2 separate regions of the Pan troglodytes genome follow, and region 2 is linked to region 1. The links are chromatin contacts, called in public Hi-C maps. All regions are on one chromosome and are shown on one strand. Each heading gives the region's core, a stretch centred on a gene start, on an enhancer-like site or on the middle of the called end of the contact. The rest is flanking DNA. Distances are from core to core; before and after follow the strand shown. Region 1 overlaps VPS13B (vacuolar protein sorting 13 homolog B). Region 2 overlaps ANKRD46 (ankyrin repeat domain 46).

Region 1 (5,055 bases), core at 1,491-3,990:
CCACATTTATCATAGGAAAAAGTCTTAATTCTTTTCTCTGCTGTATTCTCCATTCTGCCCTCAACCTCTAAACTGGTTACTTTTTGTTACAGTCTATCAAGTGTACTGTAAGAAGATTCTATGACATATAGACTGAAACTAGTAACTGGTTTCCTGATTCTATGGTTTTATTATTAGTAGTAAAATTCTACTCTGTGTAAATAAGCATAGAGAGGTAAGAAAGATAGCCACTGTCTGCCATGTGAAAGGTTACACTATCTTAGGGAACCTTTGGTATAATCATGCAAATCAGTAACGTCTGGGTTGGCCTGATGGGTTTTCCACCGACTTACCATAGCCAGTCTGTGACACCAGCTCAGCAGCTCCTCCGATGGGCTTTGTGAACACCCCCATGATTCCTTTCCCCACACCCGAGATGACACCCTTGGCCTTGTGTCCTGCTGAAGCCTGTGCCTCAGATGTTTTCTGGAAGTTCTGCATCGGCTGATCAACTATACCAGCAATTGCACCTGGAATAACAAAAGCCCTCAGTAAGGACAGGGGCTTAAAATCCTCAGAAAATGAAAGGCTCCATCTGGAACACAGTTTTATCTGGATTGAAAATGAGTCCCCACCCTCATTATAAAGGTCTTTACTACCCATTTGTTTACCAGTTATCTAAGTACACCAAGGGCAGTAGACATTTATTATCGTCATCAAAATACAATGTTCAGACGGAGTTTGGTCCACACAGTCAGGATCTGTGAAGTTTAGTTCAGAATTTAACAAACCTGTCAGGCTATTCAGAGTGTCATCCATACATCTTTCCTCAGAAGTCAGGCAACAAAGTTGAGAGAGAGGAGCTAACAGTTCCTCAGGAGCAGAGAAAGACTGTTCAGCCCAATACATTTGCACTGATTCAGGAGGATGAAAAACTGCAAGGGGTTAGCCCCTTTCTAACTCTCCACTTTTGATAATAATAACAGTCATAATTTAGTAGTATTAATACCTAAGAGTAATTATTGATATCGTAATTATTATTTGGATTATAGGTAATCTATCTTGAATGCTTACTAGGTCTGGGGACTCTGCTAAGAGCTTTATTTGTATGAGATCATTTGATCCTCATATTCCCAGGAGTCATACATTGTTTTTATCCAAATACGGACACTGAGGCACAGAGGTTAAGGAGTTTTTTCCCAAGGTCACACAGCTGTTAAGTGTACAGAGAGTTTGAGTCACAGCATAGCTCTTAACCACCAAGATACTCGCTTATCCCATTTATAAAACAGGCTCTTCCTCTTTGCCAATCTTGGAAAACCTTTCTCTCTCACTGGAATTGAGGTTTGGCCACTTACTCCTCACTTAGAATAGCGACCAAAACCCCTTGGAGCTCTGCTCCCACAGCTGTAGCACAGGGCATCCATCTCCTGCACTGAGCCTGAGGCAGCTACAGATGAAAGGAGCCCCTCAGGCAGTCCTGTGGATACGGCCCCTTTGCTACTCCTGCTTTGAGAGGCCAACAGTGAGAGCTAGAAAAGTCTTAACCATTCTGATTTTTTTTCGTGATGGAGTGGAGGGCTCCCTATCTCAGAAAGAAGGGAAAATTTCTTTACAATTCTTGACAGAATTCTCTGTTTTCAATTCAAAACTGCTAGGAGTGATGAAAATGCTCTGGCCCCTGGTAGAAATTTTAGTGCATATCACGTCAATTGTAAAGGGAATGCTCTTCATGGACTCCTTTCCTCTAGGTTTTGACAGAGACATTTAAGTTTATGCATTGACAGATTCAGAATGACCTGAGGCAACAGACCTGTTTCTTAGCCTAGAGTCGTGCTGCCAAACCTTCTACAGAAATGCCGAGAGTGAGCAGAGGAAGCTGCTCCCGGCAGGCCCAGGCCACCCCAGCTATCAAGAGTGAGGGTCACTCTTTTAGTACCACAGACAGTCAGGCCTGGCGCTCGGCTGGGAGCACCCCTCATTTGCCATTGATGCTCCACTCCATTTGGAAGATCAGAAGTCATAGTGGCCACACTGAGAGACAGGCAGGAACCCTGGGTCTTCTCTTCCAGTCACCTCAGCAGATTATCAAAGTGAACAGCATCAAATCAAAGAGTGGGGCCTGGGCCAGCTGCGGTCACCCGCACAGGGCGCTGACAGCCACCTGCTCCAGCACACGCAGGTATCAGGTGAAGCCCCCTCTGTTCTGCTCTTCCGTTTTCTCTGGCCACAGTGAAGGCTCCAGTTACTGCGGCTTTGACAGATAAAGACTATTTGGGCAGCCCCCCAAAAGTGGAAAGCCTGAGTCCCATGACAAGGTGTTAGATTCTGAGAGTCAGAGAGGGAGCTGTGGAACCACCTGCCCTGGGCTCAGCAGCAGACCTTTGAGGGGGAAAGCTGGCCTGTCACACACACCAACACCTCACCAGCCACCAGGTGCCTTATCTACCTCTGTGCTCACAAGCTGGAGAACAGAGAGGCTAAGAGACCAGCAGCCACTTCATGGTCCCTGCAGCCCTGCTTTGAGAGAGGCAGCCTCTCTGAGAGCCTGGAATGGCTCTCCTCTGAAGTATATCCAGCTAAATCCCACAACTGGTAAATTATGGACTGTCATAGACTTAAACTCTGCTCGAAGGCTTTCAGGAGTGGAACTGATCCCAAGACTTGTCTGCTGGCCTTAGGCCCGCGGGGTGGGCGACCACATGGAGATGGCTGTGATCTGATGAAGCCAGTGAAGAGAGAAGAGCGTGCCTGGGAGGGGTTTCCAGGACTGAGTGCTGCACCCCGCAGGACACAGGAGCTATTGCCTGTTGTGCCTTGGAAGGAGGAGGAGGAAAGCCTTCATTGTGGAGCAGGAAACCACCAGGCCTTCCCTTACCTCTTTCTGTAACTGGCTCCTAGGCCTTGGGCAGAAACTACTTGGTCACTGAGCTATGGAAGTTCCTGGTGATGTGTCTGTTTTGATGCTGCCTTTACCATGTGGTGTAATTTTGTTTCTGGCAATTTTTTGTCACACTATCAGAAGGACAGGCATAAGATGGGATACCACGCCATAGCTCGCCCTTCCAGAAAGTAACGAGACCCATAGAGTGTACTGCACATTCCAGCTCAGCGCTTCTTTTTTTTGACCAGAACAGACGAGCAAACCAACAAGGAAGCACTTTGCCAGTCATTCCTAAATTCCGCACTGACTATAATACACACCAGTCTGCTAATGGCAGATGGTGGTATTGGAGGGATGACTCTTAAGGGCTGTCTCTTGGGATGTGCAACTCTTGAGTCACTCCCTCGAAGGGGACTTTTCTGATTTCACCTGGCGGAGGCCTGTTTTGTTGGGATTCCAGATGGCATAGCCAAGAGTGCCCATGAAGAGAGAGGAGGTGGTCTCTGGGGAATCCAGCAGCACATCACAAACCAGGAAGCATCCCAAAAGAAGTGGGGGTCAGAGAAGCAATTCTTGACATCCTAGCTTTGGTGTTCATGAGAAGGCATCAGGTTTGGGAGGAAACGCAGAATGCAGCTGTGATGCGGAGCTGCATGTCCTTTCTCAGTGCAGGCTCCAGAGTGTAGTAGAAAGTGAGGGTGTTGGGGAACAGATCTGGTAAATGTGGGCAAGGCTGATGCCAATACTGCAGGCTAAACGGAGTTTTTCCAAAAGCCGTTGCTCTTGGAAAACTGTCATGGAGCTCATCCAAAGGCCTCGGCAGCATCTCTCAGCCAGCAGACACTTTTCCCTGCTGACCTGGGGCAGTGCGGCTGGGCATGGAGCTGCAGACTTGCTTTAATTTTCAAGGGCCTCATAATGCTCCATAGTGTCCCCATGAGGGTGACGCAGAGTCAAGAAGGCCCGCCGAACCCGTAAACATTTGGGGGAAATGTGTTTTTCCTACACTGGAACTTGCAATTGTTCAGTCTCCCCACATCCTGATTGTTTCCAGGCCTGGAGCCCCACAGGGGTAGGCGACATGGTGGAAAGGCCCAGGCTCCTGTCCTTGCTGGAGGTTTGACCTGGCTAAGTCGCTTTACCTCATCCAAAGTTGTGAAGCTATGAAGGGTTATGAAGTTGTGAAGGGTTGTGAAGATCAAATAAGATGACACCTTTGAAAACGCTTTGCCAACTCTAAACTTTTCCTTTAATATATTTTTATTAACTGGGTCCTTAACGTTTCTGCCTTTTTATTGAAGAAACTGAGCAACTAGAATATCTATTTCACTGGCATGGGTTTAAAACTATTATTATTACTATTATTATTTTGAGACAAGGTCTCACTCTGTCCACCAGGCTGGAGTGCAGTGGTGTAATCTCAGCTCACTGCAGCCTTAACCTCCTGGGCTCAAGTGATTCACCTCAGCCTCCTGAGTAGCTGGGCCCACAGGGATGTGCCACCATGCCTGGCTAATTTTTGTATTTCATTTTATTTTTGTAGAGATGGGGTTTTGCCACATTGCCCAGGCTGATCTCGAACTCCTGGGCTCAAGCAATCCACTTGCTTTGGCTTCCCAAAGTGCTAGGATTACAAGTGCGAGCCATGTGCCCGGCCTGGATTTCAAATTATTATGTGATAATGGCTCTAACTTCAATTAGGCACTGCATTGTATATGGCAATTTCAAACACCATTTCTGGGGAAGAATTAAAGGGTGGCCGATCTATAACTTTCCAAAGTGAGGAGATTTCAGTTTGCTGTACTCCGCTCTTTGTTCTTCTTGCCACACACCTGGTAGTTAGTTCTAGGACCAGACATTTTGAGATAACCCAAAGAGTACATGAAACAAAGGAAGTCCTTGAAGTCTTACAGGAAAGGAAGCTGGTTTGAGCCAAGCTTGAGATGCCCACTGTGAACTCTGCAGAGTCAAGACATGGACACACTGCTCAGGGTGTGAGCTGGGCTGGGACTGGGGCTGGCCAGTGTTGGCAGGTGCAGCCAGCATCTACAGAGGAGGCTTATGTTACCCCAAGAATTAATAATCTTCTGGAAATCACCAGATATGCAGAAAGACCCCATGAGCCCACGGCAGTTTCCAAAAATGAATTCCCTCACATGGATAAGGATATGCAAGACACAATGACTACACCA
Region 2 (5,055 bases), core at 981-3,480, 660 kb before region 1:
TGTCTCTCTGTGGTACTCTCCTAAGAGTAGTGTGCCTTTCAGGGGAGTCACACTATCACATATCTCTCCCCGCTACTTTTCCCACCTCTCCAAGCAGGCTTCATTATGTTTACTTAGGTTTCACATCCATTCACAGGGGCACAGACTCAGTCCTCAGTGAATCTTGAAAGATTACTGGTTCATTATTCACACTTTTTATTAGTGCCTGTAATTCTGTTTGAAGAGGGATGGGTTCCTCTTCCCTTAGTATCCTCTTCAAACCCCTGTTTGAAGAGGGATGGTTTCAGGACCTCATGCAGATACCAGAATTCACAGATGCTCAAGTCCCTGGTACAGAATGATATGGTATTTGCATATAACCTATGCACATCTTTCCATATACTTTAAATAATCTCTAGGTTACTTATAATACCTAATACAATGTAAATGCTACGGAAGTAGTTGTTACACTGTGTTGTTTAGGGAATAATGACAAGAAAGAAAGTCTGTACATATGTGTTCAGTATAGATGCAATTTTTTTCCCCAAATATTTTTGATTCATGGTTGGTTGAATCATTAATTTGATTCATGGTTGATTGTGTGCAGCTTTTAGTTTCTTTTTTTTTCATATTTCCTAAAAATTTTTACAATGCACTGCAGAACTAGTCATAAGAAAAAATATTACTTTAAAATCTTGTGACAATGAACTTAATCGAGTGTACATTCAGGAAAGAATTATTGGATTTCCCTATGTCTAGACTTCAAGAAACTTAATGTGCCAGGCATTGCAGTCAGCCAGTATATATAGACAAATCAGACCCATTTCTTGGCTTCTAGAAACATATTCTGGCAGGAATTTTAGGACAGTTGTGAACAAGCAACAAAGTTTTACATGAACTGTTTTCTCCTGGTTATCTTGACAACTTACAGCGGCTGCAGGGCATATTGGAAATATATAAACTAAATATGAAGCCCCACCCTGCCATTTAAAGCAGTATGGCCCTAGACTCAATGTCTGTGGGCCTTGGGAATTAAGATCACTCTATTAGAGAAAGAGTTGCTGTTTAAATAGCTGCTGAAGATAAGCAGACTGAAGAAATATATTGTTAATGTTTTGGGAAGGATTTTAAATTGTTAAAATTCTTACTTGCTCACAGCTAAATTTCTTTTCAACATGGCATTTTTCCTTGCCCAGTATCTTTGGATTTTTGCAGAGCTCAGGTTTTAAGAACAGTGATTTTAAAGTACTAGCAGTTAGGATTTAATGACTTCATTGGAAATTTTTGTTTTATAGTTCTCTGAGATTATATTTTGAAACAGCTGTATCCTCTTAAAAGGATAAGAATAACCAAGTGATAGAATCTAGATTTGGGGGTTTCATTTACTGTGTATCATTCATTTTTACAGTTTTAGTACTTTTCTTTGACATTAGAAAATGGCAAAGGCAATAAGATCTGACAGAATATCTTTCCAGCTATGTCGTTTTTTCCTTGCATTTTGTTGAAATGTCTGGTGCTTTGATCTCTGACCAAAATTGCTTGTGTAGGCATAATGTAGTCAGTCCATTTGAAGCAAGAATGTGGTACTTAGTCTTCCCTTTCCAAATGGCCTTTCAAAATGAAAAATCCATCTATTATGTATTCTTGTTGATATTGGATATAGAACAATTTTTAGTTATAAGTATATATATTCTCTCCATTAGTCCTTAACCATTAAGAATACTATTATATCTTAAAGTTTTACAGATTGACCTAAGATTGTGGATCCAAAATTTGAGATATAAAAGAAAATTAGGCATGACTTTTCATCAAGTCAGTGAATCACAAGCTTCCATCAAAACCTGTTTATTGTTGTTTGGGTTGAGACAAGCGCGCTGGTTGACATAAGAAGCTCTTGTTGCCGCGATCTAAGTTACTGCGTCATGTGAAAGGATAAATGACGCCATCTTCAAGTCTCTCAGGCAGTGCCACAGAGCACAGAGTGAGGAGTTTTAAGTGTCAGGCTACACCAGCCCTCAAAAACCTGACCCCCAAAGCTCTGCTTTTAACAATGCCAGCTAGCCTGCCTCTGAACCAGTCAGTGGACACTGTTCCTCATGGACACTGTTCCTTGGGAACCAGGGCCCTGGTCAGCAACCAGCGTGCTTTCTGGGGCGTGGTTATTCCCATATTGACTGTTCTTGCACTAGACTATGTGGTTTTTCCTCTGCCAGGACCCAGTTCTTTTATTTTTCTTTCCTGGAGGTCTTTACTGCCCACTAGATGTCACCCCATTATCAGAAGCTGCTCTGTTACCAGGGGATCAGTGCTGTATGCAAGCTTTCTTCCGTATGGCTGAGGACTGTCTCCCCAGAGCTGTGTCTAGCCTGAAAAGGATAACAGCTTATTTTTGAGTGCTAAGTCATACAGCTAGTAAGTAGCTGAGCTGGGGTTCAAACCCAGGCAGTCCAGCTCCATATACATTCTGGGTGGAGTAATCAAGTTCTTTTAACAGCATCTGACAAGAAAATTGTCTCTCTATGGTACACTCCTAAGAGTAGTGCCTTTCAGGAGAGTCAGACTATCACATATCTCTCCCCGCTACTTTTCCCACCTCTCCAAGCAGGCTTCATTATGTTTACTTAGGTTTCACATCCATTCACAGGGGCACAGACTCAGTCCTCAGTGAATCTTGAAAGATTACTGGTTCATTATTCACACTTTTATTAGTGCCTGTAATTCTGTTTGAAGAATGGTTCTTATTAAACACTCCCTTTGGTAAATGCCAGTACATCCACCTGTGCCCTTGCAAATGCTTGGTCCTACAGGTTCTTCCATAAATAACCTGACACCGAGACACATGACTCCAAAGATGACCTTACATTCTTCTTGAATGGGGGAAATAGACACCTTCATGCTCAACAGTCTTTTAGTCACAATCTTCAGGTCTTCATACGACTCACTAGTTGCTCTCCTGACCATTTATCCTAGAGAAATGAAGATTTACAGTCACATACAAACAAATGTTTGTAGAAGCTTTAACAATGGCCAAAAACTGGAGACACCAGATGTCCTTCAGTAGATGAACTGTTATATTGTGGTACACCCATGCCACGGAATACTACTATGGATAAAAAAGGGACAAACTATGGATACACACAGCTACCCTGGATGAATCTCCAGAGAATTATACTGAGTGAAAAGACCAATCCCAAAAGGTTCCTGTATGTGCTGTATGGCTCCATTTATACAACATTCTTGAAATGACAGAATTAAAGAAATGGAAGACTAGGTAGTGTTTTCTAGGTGTTAAGGAGAGACTGGCATGGGAGGGAAGCAGGAATAGCTAAAAAGGGCAACATATGAGAGATTTTTCATGGTGATGGAAATGTTCTGTATCTTGACTATATCAATGTCAGTATCCTGGTTGTGATGTTGTACTATAGTTTGGCAAGATGTTACCATTGGGGGAAACTGGATAAAGGGTGCGCAGGATCACTCCGTGTTATTTCTTACAACTGCATATGAATTTATAATTATCTCAAAAAGTTTAATTTAAAAAAGTCTTTAGTCCTCTTCACCCATTGGACAATCGTTAAATATGTGCTCTGATTTGTATTCACTTTATGACTTCTTAGGGAAGCTATTAACAGAGTGTAGTGAGTAAGGTCTAACTGAGGTCTTGGAAGTTTTCTTGGCAGGTTTCTAGTAATTTAGTCTAATGAATTTGTATAATATTATTATGAAATCATACAAATCTGTAATTTGTTCAAGTGTATTTTCTTATGGGGCATTGTAATATCCAAAGAAAATGGCAGGCTGGTTGCGGTGGCTCACGCCTGTAATCCCAGCACTTTGGGAGGCCAAGGTGGGTGGATCACCTGAGGTCAGGAGTTCAAGACCTGCCTAGCCAACATGGTGAAACCTCATCTCCACTAAAAATACAAAAATTACCCAGGCATGGTGGCACATGGCTGTAGTCCCAGCTACTGGGGAGGCTGAGGCAGGATAATTGCTTGAACGCGGAGGCCTCTGCAGGTGAGTCGAGATTGCACCACTGCACTCCGGCACCAGCGACAGAGTGAGACTCTGTCTCAAAAATAAAAAAAGAAAAAATTGCAGAAGCATTGTCTTTCTTGTGGATTTAAGAGAACATTAGGATTATTTGGGGGCATGACCATATGAACTATAATTCCATCTCTAGATGAAAAACAAAATTTTTTCTTTTTCCATAATGTGAGCTCTACCACATCCAGAATAACCCACTTGCACCATTTTAATTAACATTGAAAATTAAAGCCAAATCATACATTAGAGACAGGCTCTAGTCGTTAAAGACTCAGCTCTAGAGGTCAGGACAAGAGAGGAAAAATATTAGGCTTTGGGTGAATACATAATATTTGTTTAAGGAAATCAAGGTAAGTGGCTCCGTGATATGAAGTTCGTCTAAATTGATACTGTGGTATCACAAAAGAAGTAGGAAACGAGGAGCATAGATGTTTTGTGTGTTATCATGTCTTCGTGATATTTACTGACCCTCGTGTGGGACTGGTCCTCAGGTACAGTTTGTCAGCTATTGTCATCAGTTCCAGCCTAGCACTGATAGCCTTTATGATACAACCTGACTTACATATTGTAAATGGAGCTTTGTAAAATACCATTAATTATTTCCCTATATAAATTTGTTCACAGGGATTTGATAACAATGAACAAGGATGATCGGTAAAAAGTTAACCTGTATTTCACCCTGACCAGGAATTTGGGATTTGGACTTGATAGCATGGTATCTGGCACATTTCAGGCACACAGTGAATGTTTGTTTCATGAACTAATATTGCTATTTTTGTGGTCCTTACTGCCTGCGCATGACCCTGCTTCCACGGTCCCTCCAGAGAAGAGCTGAGTGGGCAGACAGGGTGCCCTCGTAGTCTCTCTCAGTGCAGAGAAGTGCAGCCTGGGCAGGGGAGCAGCGTCAGGCTATGTAAAGAAGACTACAGATAGACTTGGGCCAGGTTTTATTTCACACTGAAAAGACAAGGAAGGGAACAGATTTAAAGAGATTTAAGTACCAGCATTCAAGGTAGATTAGAAATACTT

The links. Hi-C and Micro-C count contacts between places; a contact is called where the count stands out from the background.
Region 2: a contact with region 1 is called in a Hi-C map of induced pluripotent stem cells, with 4 times the contacts expected there. The contact joins two enhancer-like sites. A contact is called at or near these places in 1 of 7 Hi-C or Micro-C datasets (induced pluripotent stem cells) and 1 of 1 other capture datasets (stem cell-derived neural stem cells).

What each region holds. Positions count from the first base shown.
Region 1 is chr7:110,114,811-110,119,865 of NHGRI_mPanTro3-v2.0_pri, reverse strand. VPS13B (vacuolar protein sorting 13 homolog B) reads right to left here. Exons shown (of 59, transcript XM_063816460.1): 56 at 333-509. Among named protein-coding and RNA genes, the nearest start is that of COX6C, 27 kb to the left of the region's middle. Within about 2 kb of position 2,740, at least 5 of the 24 cell types and tissues checked have an H3K27ac peak or open chromatin away from gene starts, as enhancers often do. A contact at or near this core is called in induced pluripotent stem cells, where this site is marked.
Region 2 is chr7:110,778,271-110,783,325 of NHGRI_mPanTro3-v2.0_pri, reverse strand. The region is part of intron 1 of ANKRD46 (ankyrin repeat domain 46); the gene reads left to right. Among named protein-coding and RNA genes, the nearest start is that of ANKRD46, 25 kb to the left of the region's middle. Within about 2 kb of position 2,230, at least 2 of the 24 cell types and tissues checked have an H3K27ac peak or open chromatin away from gene starts, as enhancers often do. A contact at or near this core is called in induced pluripotent stem cells, where this site is marked.